Linked DNA regions of Mus musculus: region 1 is linked to region 2. A link is a contact called in public HiChIP or PLAC-seq data. All regions are on one chromosome and are shown on one strand. Each heading gives the region's core, a stretch centred on a gene start, on an enhancer-like site or on the middle of the called end of the contact. The rest is flanking DNA. Distances are from core to core; before and after follow the strand shown.

Region 1 (4,505 bases), core at 1,504-4,003, 59 kb before region 2:
TGTCAAGTGGTCGCAATGACTCTTTGAATGACCACTTCCAGTCCTCAAGCACAAATGGTACAGCCTAGATGCTGGGAGGTAAGAGGTCAGGCAGACACAGACAGACAGCGGGAAGCCTGCGATATATAGGGAGGTGTCCTGGGCCTCACCAGTATAGGGACTCCTTCTGCGTAATGTCTTTAAGTTTGCGCTGGTCCTCCTCCCGGAGACTGCCAAACTCATAGCGGGGGCTGAACTTGTCTCCAGGGGGGCTGGTGAACTTGATGTCAAAGGCCGAGCTGGGGAAGTCAATCTTGGGATAGGATCAGAGACGCAGACGCAGCAAGGAGGAAGGAGGCAGTGTGAGTGAAGGTACTTCCTGGGTCCCGGCTGTTCTCTCACAGGCTTCTGCTCCTGCCTCTAGCCTCCCCTTCCCTGAAGTAAAATAACCCTGATGTCTGTGGTGATCCCCAAAATCCCAGCTGTAACTTTCAGCAAAAATTGAAAGGCAACCATAAGAAGCCTAGTGTGGTGGGTCACGCCAATAATCCTAGTACTCGGAAAGACTGAGGCAGGAGCATCGCTGCAAATTTGAGGTCAGCCCAATCTACACAGTAAGTTCCAGGCCAGTCAGCAATCATAGATAGAGAGGCCCTGTTTCATCCAAATCTTCCCCTCAAAAAAAAAAAAAAAAAAAAGGAAACATGGGCTGGGTTAACTCTCTGAGAGTTTAAGGCTAGTCTGGACTACAAAGCAAGTTCCAAGACAGCCAGGACTGTTACACAGAGAAACCCTGTCTCAAAAAACAAACAAACAAACAAACAAACAAACAAACAAAGAAACCAAAACAAAACAAAAAAACCCCAAAACGAATCAAAAATGAACAATGGGGAAGGTAGGGAAAGGCTGAGTTGAGATGCTTAAGGAAGACAGGATAGGCCCCACTTCAAAACCCTGAACGGCATTGACAGGGCAAGCCACTGAGAGTACCCAGGCTGAAGCTGGGGACCTCCTTGTGTGGTCCCAGAGGCATCCTAGCCTGTCTGGATCTGGTAGCACACAGTGAGTGAAGGCTCTATTAACTCTAGGGCCTGTGATCATCTGCTCTGAGCCACCAAAACATACATCCTCCTAAAGTGGGCATCAGAGCTGAACAATCCGGTTCGGTTCTCTAAGGGGCTCTGCTCTCTCACTCAGCACCTGACCCGTACCGGGCAGAGCCAAAGGTAAAACCATCTGCTAATGGAGTTGTATTCTGGATCTTTCTTCTTCACTGTCTGTTGGTTTTGCCACCCCCTATTCCACACCACAGCATCTCATGGGCTCGAGAAATGGGAATCACAACCAGGATTGAGGCAGCTTCTCTCCCACCCTCCCTCCAAAGAGAACATGTCCCTTGAGTGACTAGTGGGAACACTTTCCCTTGAGCCCTAAGAGAAGGGAGCGCCCAGCTGGATCTGACCTAGAAACATGAGGTCTCAAAGCAAGGGGAGCCATGGGTGGAGAAGGCCTCAGACCTAACTTTAGAGGATGCTGTGAAATTGAGGGAGGGGGATGTCTTCGACTCATGCTCTCCCATTTACTGAGATGCTTGGCCACATCTCATCCCATGCCCAGAGTTCCTAGCTGGGTCTCACCTGCAGGATAACACTGTCTGGCTGGTGGAAATTAGGCGCACTCCAGCGGGCACCGGAGTTTTCCTGTGTCGCTGGCCACAAGCCCAGGAGCTTTCGACCACAGGTCAAGACTCTAAGGCAGAAGGAGGGTAAGATGAGCCAACAAGCGGTGCCTACGCTGGGGGTTTCTCTCCTGCTCTCTTGTCCCCAAACCTTTTCTAGTTGAAGCTTCTCCCCCACTCCTGTCCCTTGGATTATCCCCAGAGGCCACAGGTCTTACTTCAAGCTCTAGGAGGGCTCCCATGGCAGAAAGCCTCTCTGAGCTTGCCACTCAGGTGACCCTTTGGCAGGGGTGTCTCCGTGCCTGGGTAGATGACCTCTGAAGTCCTTCTGATACAGGACCCCGTGACTTGTTACAGGGATAGTGTTTTCCCACGCCCCTCCCCCACCTGCCAGGTTACATCAATAGTCCGGGTCACCAGCTCTGTGCATTGACTTCTCTACAGGGATGGGGACCTCTGGGCTTCACAGTGAGCGCCATGTGGCCAACCCTTCTCAGGGAGTACCGAGTATAACTACCAGGCTTTATCTCCATCCCCCTTGCTCCCTTCCAAGGCTAGAAGCTGTTCCCCTGGCGCTCACACGTACTGCCTGAAGTTGAAGAGAGGGGTAGTGACCCAACCCAGAGCTTCAGGCACCCGCTTCTGCTTATTCGCTTCAGAGGAACCCCCAGGAGGGGGAACGGGCAGGGCATAGAGTGTGGCACACAGCAGAGTCTCCCGAGGTAGCCTGTTCACCTGCACTGGAAAGCAGATCCTAGGAAACAAGGGGATCAAAGTCAACAGCCTTGGGGGGGGGGGCTGGGGGCGGGGGGTGTAAAGTACAAGCAGAGAAGCAGCCTTCCACTCGGGTGTCACATATGTCCCAAGGCATGCCTCCCAAGGGACCAGGACAAGTCTCAAGAGCCTCTCTAGGAAGAAGCACCAGGTTCTCTGTCCCACCTTTCCTAGCCCCAGGGACCCCCCAAAACAGAGTCATGGGAAAAAAGAGAAGGGGCTTTTCAGAGAAGAGTGAGAAAGGAAACAGGCCAGGCCAAGACACGCATAAGCAGCATAAGCAGCGCTCAAGGCCAGATGTTCTTCACGGTCCGCCCTGACGGGGCCACACCCAGCCACACCCTCTGAGTTCAGGGTAAGGAGATTTGGGTGTGGGGAGGTGGAGAGAGCTGAGGGGCTGGGGAAAAGAGAGCCAGGGCCCACCCTGTTACCTTTCCGGGAAGCTGTCCCTGGGCCAAAGTCCACACTGCCACACCCTCCTGGCTGGCCCTAGGCCCGACTGCTGCTACACCCAAAGGGCACAGAGGCAGGGCCGCCACCCCCAAGGTCAGAGGTCACAGATAAGGCAGCCTCCCTCTTCACTGCCCCTCACTCCTGGGGAAAGTCTCCACTCAAAGAAGGCACTCAGCAGCCGCAGACTGGCACAATCCGGCTCTGCCCCAGCTGCTTCTACCCTGGGGGCCCCACAGCTATAATTAGGGCCCCTTCAGCAGCCAGGGGATATGCCAGGCTGGGTCTGGCCGGAGGTGACAGAGCATGGCTGCTGGGCCTATTTTGAGAGCAAGCTGATCCCATGTCCATCCAACTACAGTGGGAGGGAGAAGCAGCTGACCCCACAGCCAGGGAGAGGAAGTTGGTCTGGTCATCCAACAAGAGGAAGAGCTGACCCGTGGTATGGCCGTAATCCCAGCTCTTGGGAGGCTGAGGCAGGAGGACGGCTGGGATTTCAAGGTCAATTTAAGTCTGCATGAGTATGAGACCTTGCCGTGGGAAGGAGAGAAGGAAGGAAGGAAGGAAGGAAGGAAGGAAGGAAGGAAGGAAGGAAGGAAGGAAAGAAAGAAGGAAGGGGCAAACTGCCTTACTGAAACCATAATACAGAGAAGCAGGCAAGGCCTCCCCTTCCTCAGGTCCCAGTGTATCTGGGATTCCAATATGACCTTTCTAACCCTATGCCTCGGCTTGGTCAAAGGAACCACTACTTCTCCTGAAGAGCTGAGTCTTCTGGCCTAAGAAATTCTCCTCTCGGTGAGCCCTTCTCCAACACTATAGCACTGGGGCTACTGGGGTTGTGAGGTGCTGGGTGGGGCTCCTGCTTGGCCACTCACAATCTTGAGCATCTGAACTGACAGCTCCGCCCTTGGCACGCTCACCAGGAGAAGAGCAGCCTATATAGTTTGGGTTCTTTCTGCTGTGTGATATTAGTTATTACTCTGGACCTGGCTGATGTGACATAGATAGCATTTTCACACAAATATCCCCCTGGGCATTAGTCACTGCCAGCCACCTGGAACAGAGAAACAGGAACTGAGACGGTCAGAGCTTAGATGATGAGGACAGAAAAGGAGAGTGCATTTGCTTACCAAGCAGTAGATGGTGGACCAGGTTTGGTCTCTTTCCCTTTCTCAGTCTATCGCTCCCTCTCTCTGTCTCTCTTGTCTTATCTCATTATTTCACTTAGGCTGGTCTTGAACTCGTAACAATCCTCTGGCTTTAGTGTTTTAAGTGCTGGAGTACAGGTGTGGCACCCCATGCTCAGCTATCCAAAGTACTTTCCTATTTATTGGTTTGTTTCATCTTTGCGCCACTCATGAATCTAGGCAAACTCTCTACCACTGAGCAAGTTGTTTTCTTAGTGTCCTAACAACTCTGCCAAATCTTGGAGAGCACTCCTAGAACTGCCTCCATTGCAGGCTGTCTGTCATCTACTGAGGATGGCTGGCTCAAAGTTGAGTCCAGACCTTCAGCATGTCATGCCTTTTCCCACATGCCTTGGCCTTCATTAAGAAGGACTAAGAGGCTTGTGTGGCGGTGCAGGCCTTTAATCTCAGCACATGGGAGGCAGAGGCAGGTGGAT
Region 2 (3,992 bases), core at 637-3,136:
AAGCAAACAAAAGTGGTTGCAAAAGGAGAGAGGGGAATAGTTGGCTGGTATTTGCCTATAAGTGCCCTTACCTCTCTTCTGAGGAAACTCTGCTGACTTTAAGCTCATTGTCCGCAACTTCAGAAAGAGAATCACCACCTCAGCTCCTTCAAGGAACTCTGGATCTTCCAGTGGGGAAAGGTTATAAACAGGAGCTGGGAGCAGAGGCAATAAGATTTTATGCCTAGCAGCAGACACGCAGAAGCAGGCAGATCTCTTGAGTTTCCAGGTCAGCCTAGTCTACATAGTGAGTTCCAGGATAGTCAGAGCTATATAGTAAGACCTTGTCTAGAACAGAACAAAACAAAACGGGTAATGTTTACATTGGAAATAATGAATTTGTATGATCCTCCAAAAAGCCCAACTAAATAATTCGCCCAACCAAAATATAGTAGGGAGCATACAATGTGTGTACGGGAGATCAGGTCCCATTTTCTTTGTATAAGAATGCATCTGTAGCCGGGTGTGGTGGCGCACGCCTTTTAATAATCCCAGCACTCCGGAGGCAGAGGCAGGCAGATTTCTGAGTTCAAGGCCAGCCTGGTCTACAAAGTGAGTTCCAAGACAGCCAGGGCTACACCCTGTCTCAAAAAACATCTCTTTCTGGGATCCACATCTTAACACAAATTCTTGTCCAGAAAATAACGACCAGGGAGTAAGCTGGCTCATTGACATGTCAAAAAAAAGAAAAGTAGTCAAAGGATCAGGAAGGGTTAGCTTGTAGGGAAATGAGAAGACTAGAGATGGGATATGGAAGTTGTCTTTTTTTTTTTTTTTTTTTTTAATAGAACAGCAGACACCTTTATTACACTACGCATGAGGCTCATTTGCCTTTCCGGGCTTTGATCTTCCGCAGATAGAACTCCAGCTCCTTGCCTTCGAGCACATAGCCGTCTGCTCTGCCACACTGGCCTGGTCGTGAGGCAATACAGGCGAGAAGCTTGCCCTGCTGGAGCTGCTCCTCCAGGAGGCTGCTGATTTTGGCATTCTTTTTCCTTTCCTCATATTTCTTTTGAATTTTCTTTGATCGTTTTTTGTTTAAAATCTCTTCCTCCTCAGGAGTCAGCTTGGCCCCCTTCTTGCGGCCCAGGGGCAGTGCATAGTGGGACTCGTACCACTGTCGGTACAGCGTGCTGTCAATAAGCACGATGCAGTTCTTCACTAGGGTCTTGGTGCGGACAAGCTCGTTGTTGGATGCATTGTAGACAACATCAATGATCCTTGTTTTGCGAGTACAACACTCAGCGCCCCAGGAAAAGTTCCCCACATCCAATCTCAGGGCACGGTACTTCTTATTGCCTCCTCGAATTTGGACTGTGTGTATGCGGCGAGGGCCAATCTTCGTGTTGGCAGCGGGCCGTCCCAGCTCATACTTTCGCTTCTTGTGGCAGGGTTTTCGCTTAACCCCCCCCCCCCCCCCCCCCGGTCTTGCGGCGCTTTTTTTCGATCGAGACAGGGTTTCTCTGTATAGCTCTGGCTGTCCTGGAACTCACTTTGTAGACCAGGCTGGCCTCGAACTCAGAAATCCGCCTGCCTCTGCCTCCCAAGTGCTGGGATCAAAAGCGTGCGCCACCACGACCAGCCTCTATTTTCTTTCAAAACCTCTTTATGCAAGCAAGGTATGCTGTGGCAAGCCTTAAATCTCAGCACTCGGGAGGCAGTCTGGTTTACATAGTGAATTCCAGGACAGCTAGAGCTACACAGAGAATCCCTGACTCAATAGTAAAATAAAATAGAAAACTATCTCTGTCTGACCTCGGAGGTCCGGAGGCTCTCTTCCCGGACTAGTGTGTACTCAATGGTAGATTCTTCAGCCTTTCTAGCTCTCTAGTCCTCCAGGGTCCGCTCTATGGTTCCCCCGGCCTCCCCGGAAGCTCTTGCGAACGCTGGGTTTGAGAGGCCGGAAGTGGTGCTGCCGTTGCTCGCAGTTTCAAAATGCAGTGCAGGCCTTAGGGTCTCCGGCTGCCACCCCTCCCCCAGCTAGGAGGGGGAGCGACTCATGGAGCGGCCGTAAGGTGTGGTGTTGGGGTCTGGCCCGCGGGGGGCCGGGGGAGCGGACAGAAGGTCCGGAGGCTTCGGAGCTAGGAACCGGGCGGGAGGAGCCTGGGGCGCGGAGGGCGGCGTGGGCCGCGGGGCCGTGGAAGGGGCTGTGGGGGAAGGGTGGCGCTTCGACCCCGGGGTGGAGGAAAATGGAGTGTGGTGAAACGGAGTCCACAGTTAACAGACTGAAAGCGAAGTGAAGGGGTTGATCTTTTATTTGCTCTTCCACTTTGCGGGGTGGGTGAGGCACTTTGAAGGAAAGGAGTCGTAGAGAGAGACCTGGAGAGTGTCATTGGCGTGACTTAAGATTTAAATAATTTCTAGGGCTGCAAATTGTCTGCTTTAGTGTGTGAAAGATACTTGTTTGCGGTCTTCATACGGACCTGGGGCATTTAAAAAATTAAAAAAATATTCTTCACGAATATGTTGTGTTATTATTATTGAGACAGAATCTCATTATTATTATTATTATTATTATTATTATTATTATGACAGAATCTCACTGTGGCCGGCCCTGGCTAACCCGGAGCTTGCTGTATAGACTAGGCTGACCTCAAATTCACAGTCATCTGCCCCTGCCTCCAAAACAGCCTGCTCCTCTACCTCACCGGGACCACGAATATGAACTTTAATTAGCACACCACCCAACGATGCTTGTACATCCCCAGATTTTGACACCACTCTTATTATGACACATCTGGATAAAACAATGCCTGTCTTGTCCTACTCAAGAAAGGTCTTTGTGGATTAGGAACCTCTACCTAATGACAGGCACGACATGTGTCAAAGATATTTGAAACGTTTAATAATGCTGTCAGTTGCTGCATATCCAAGTTTAGTCTCCTCCTTCATACATTTCTGCTAGGAAAAAAGTTTGTTTAGGTCCAAAGTATTACTTTCAGTATTCTTTTACTGTACTGGTCAAGACCACAAACAACTCCTGTTTCGTTTTTTTTAATTAGCTATTTTCTTTATTTACCTTTCCTAGTTTCCTCTCCGAAAATCCCCTATCCTCTCTCCCTCCCTCTGCTCACTAGTCCACCCACTCCCGCTTCCTGGCCCTGGCATTCCCCTATACTGGGGCAAAGAACCTTCACAGGACCAAGGCCCTACCTCCCGTTAATGACCGACTAGGGCATTCTCTGCTACATATACAGCTAGAGACACAAGTCCCACCATGTGTTTTCTTTGATTTGTGGTTTAGTCCCAGGGAGCTCTGGGGGTACTGGTTAGTTCATATTGTTGTTCCTCCTTTGGGACTGCAAACCCCTCCAGCTCCTTCAGTCCTTTCTCTAGCTCCTTCCTTGGGGACCCTGTGCTCTGTCCAATGGATGGCTGTGAGCATCCACTTCTGTATTTGCCAGGCACTGGCAGAGCCTCTCCGGAGACAGCTCTATCAGGTTCCTGTCAGCAAAATCTTGTTGGCATCTGCAATAGTGTCTGGGTTTGGTGGTTGTTTATGGGATGGATCTCCAGGTGGGGCAGTCTCTTGATGGTCATTCCTTCAGTCTCTGCTCCGAACTTTGTCTCTGTAACTCCTTCCATAGGTATTTTGTTCCCCCTTCTAAGAAGGATCGAAGTATCCACACTTTTGTCTTCCTTCTTGAGTTTCATGTGTTTTGCAAATTGTATCTTGGGTATTCTGATTATCTGGGCTAATATCCAGTTATCAGTGAGTGCAGATCATGTGTGTTCTTTTATGAATGGGTTACCTCACTCAGGATGATATCCTCCAGATCCATCCATTTGTCTTAAGAATTTCATAAATTCATTGTTTTTAATAGCTGCGTAGTACTCCATTGTGTAAATGTACCACATTTTCTGTATCCGTTCCTCTGTTGAGGGGCATCTGGGTTCTTTCCAGTTTCTGGCTATTATAAATAAGGCTGCTCTAAATATAGTAGAGCATGTGT

Evidence for each region. HiChIP or PLAC-seq counts read pairs in DNA pulled down with a chosen protein or histone mark.
Region 1: a contact with region 2 is called in an H3K27ac HiChIP or PLAC-seq map of embryonic stem cells, with 10 read pairs. The contact joins the enhancer-like site here to the promoter of Mdm4 in region 2. A contact is called at or near these places in 5 of 15 datasets of contacts at CTCF or cohesin (CD8 T cells, the G1E-ER4 cell line, embryonic stem cells and 1 more), 90 of 484 Hi-C or Micro-C datasets (the 4T1 cell line, the 63-12 cell line, the AML12 cell line and 61 more), 31 of 115 datasets of contacts at active chromatin or transcription factors (the 230-238 cell line, CD8 T cells, the HPC-7 cell line and 23 more) and 5 of 9 other capture datasets (adipose tissue, embryonic stem cells, embryonic tail and 2 more).

The regions. Positions count from the first base shown.
Region 1 is chr1:133,082,724-133,087,228 of GRCm38.p6, reverse strand. It overlaps Pik3c2b (phosphatidylinositol-4-phosphate 3-kinase catalytic subunit type 2 beta), which reads right to left. Exons shown (of 33, transcript NM_001099276.2): 13 at 2,244-2,411; 14 at 1,617-1,728; 15 at 150-292. Among named protein-coding and RNA genes, the nearest start is that of Gm51647, 8.7 kb to the left of the region's middle. Within about 2 kb of position 2,753, at least 77 of the 459 cell types and tissues checked have an H3K27ac peak or open chromatin away from gene starts, as enhancers often do. A contact at or near this core is called in the 230-238 cell line, the 63-12 cell line, B cells and 13 more, where this site is marked.
Region 2 is chr1:133,023,310-133,027,301 of GRCm38.p6, reverse strand. Mdm4 (transformed mouse 3T3 cell double minute 4) reads left to right here and starts at 1,886. Exons shown (of 11, transcript NM_001302801.1): 1 at 1,886-2,054. It overlaps Gm41953 (a long non-coding RNA gene), which reads right to left and starts at 569. Exons shown (of 3, transcript XR_878532.1): 1 at 72-569. It also overlaps the pseudogene Gm29257.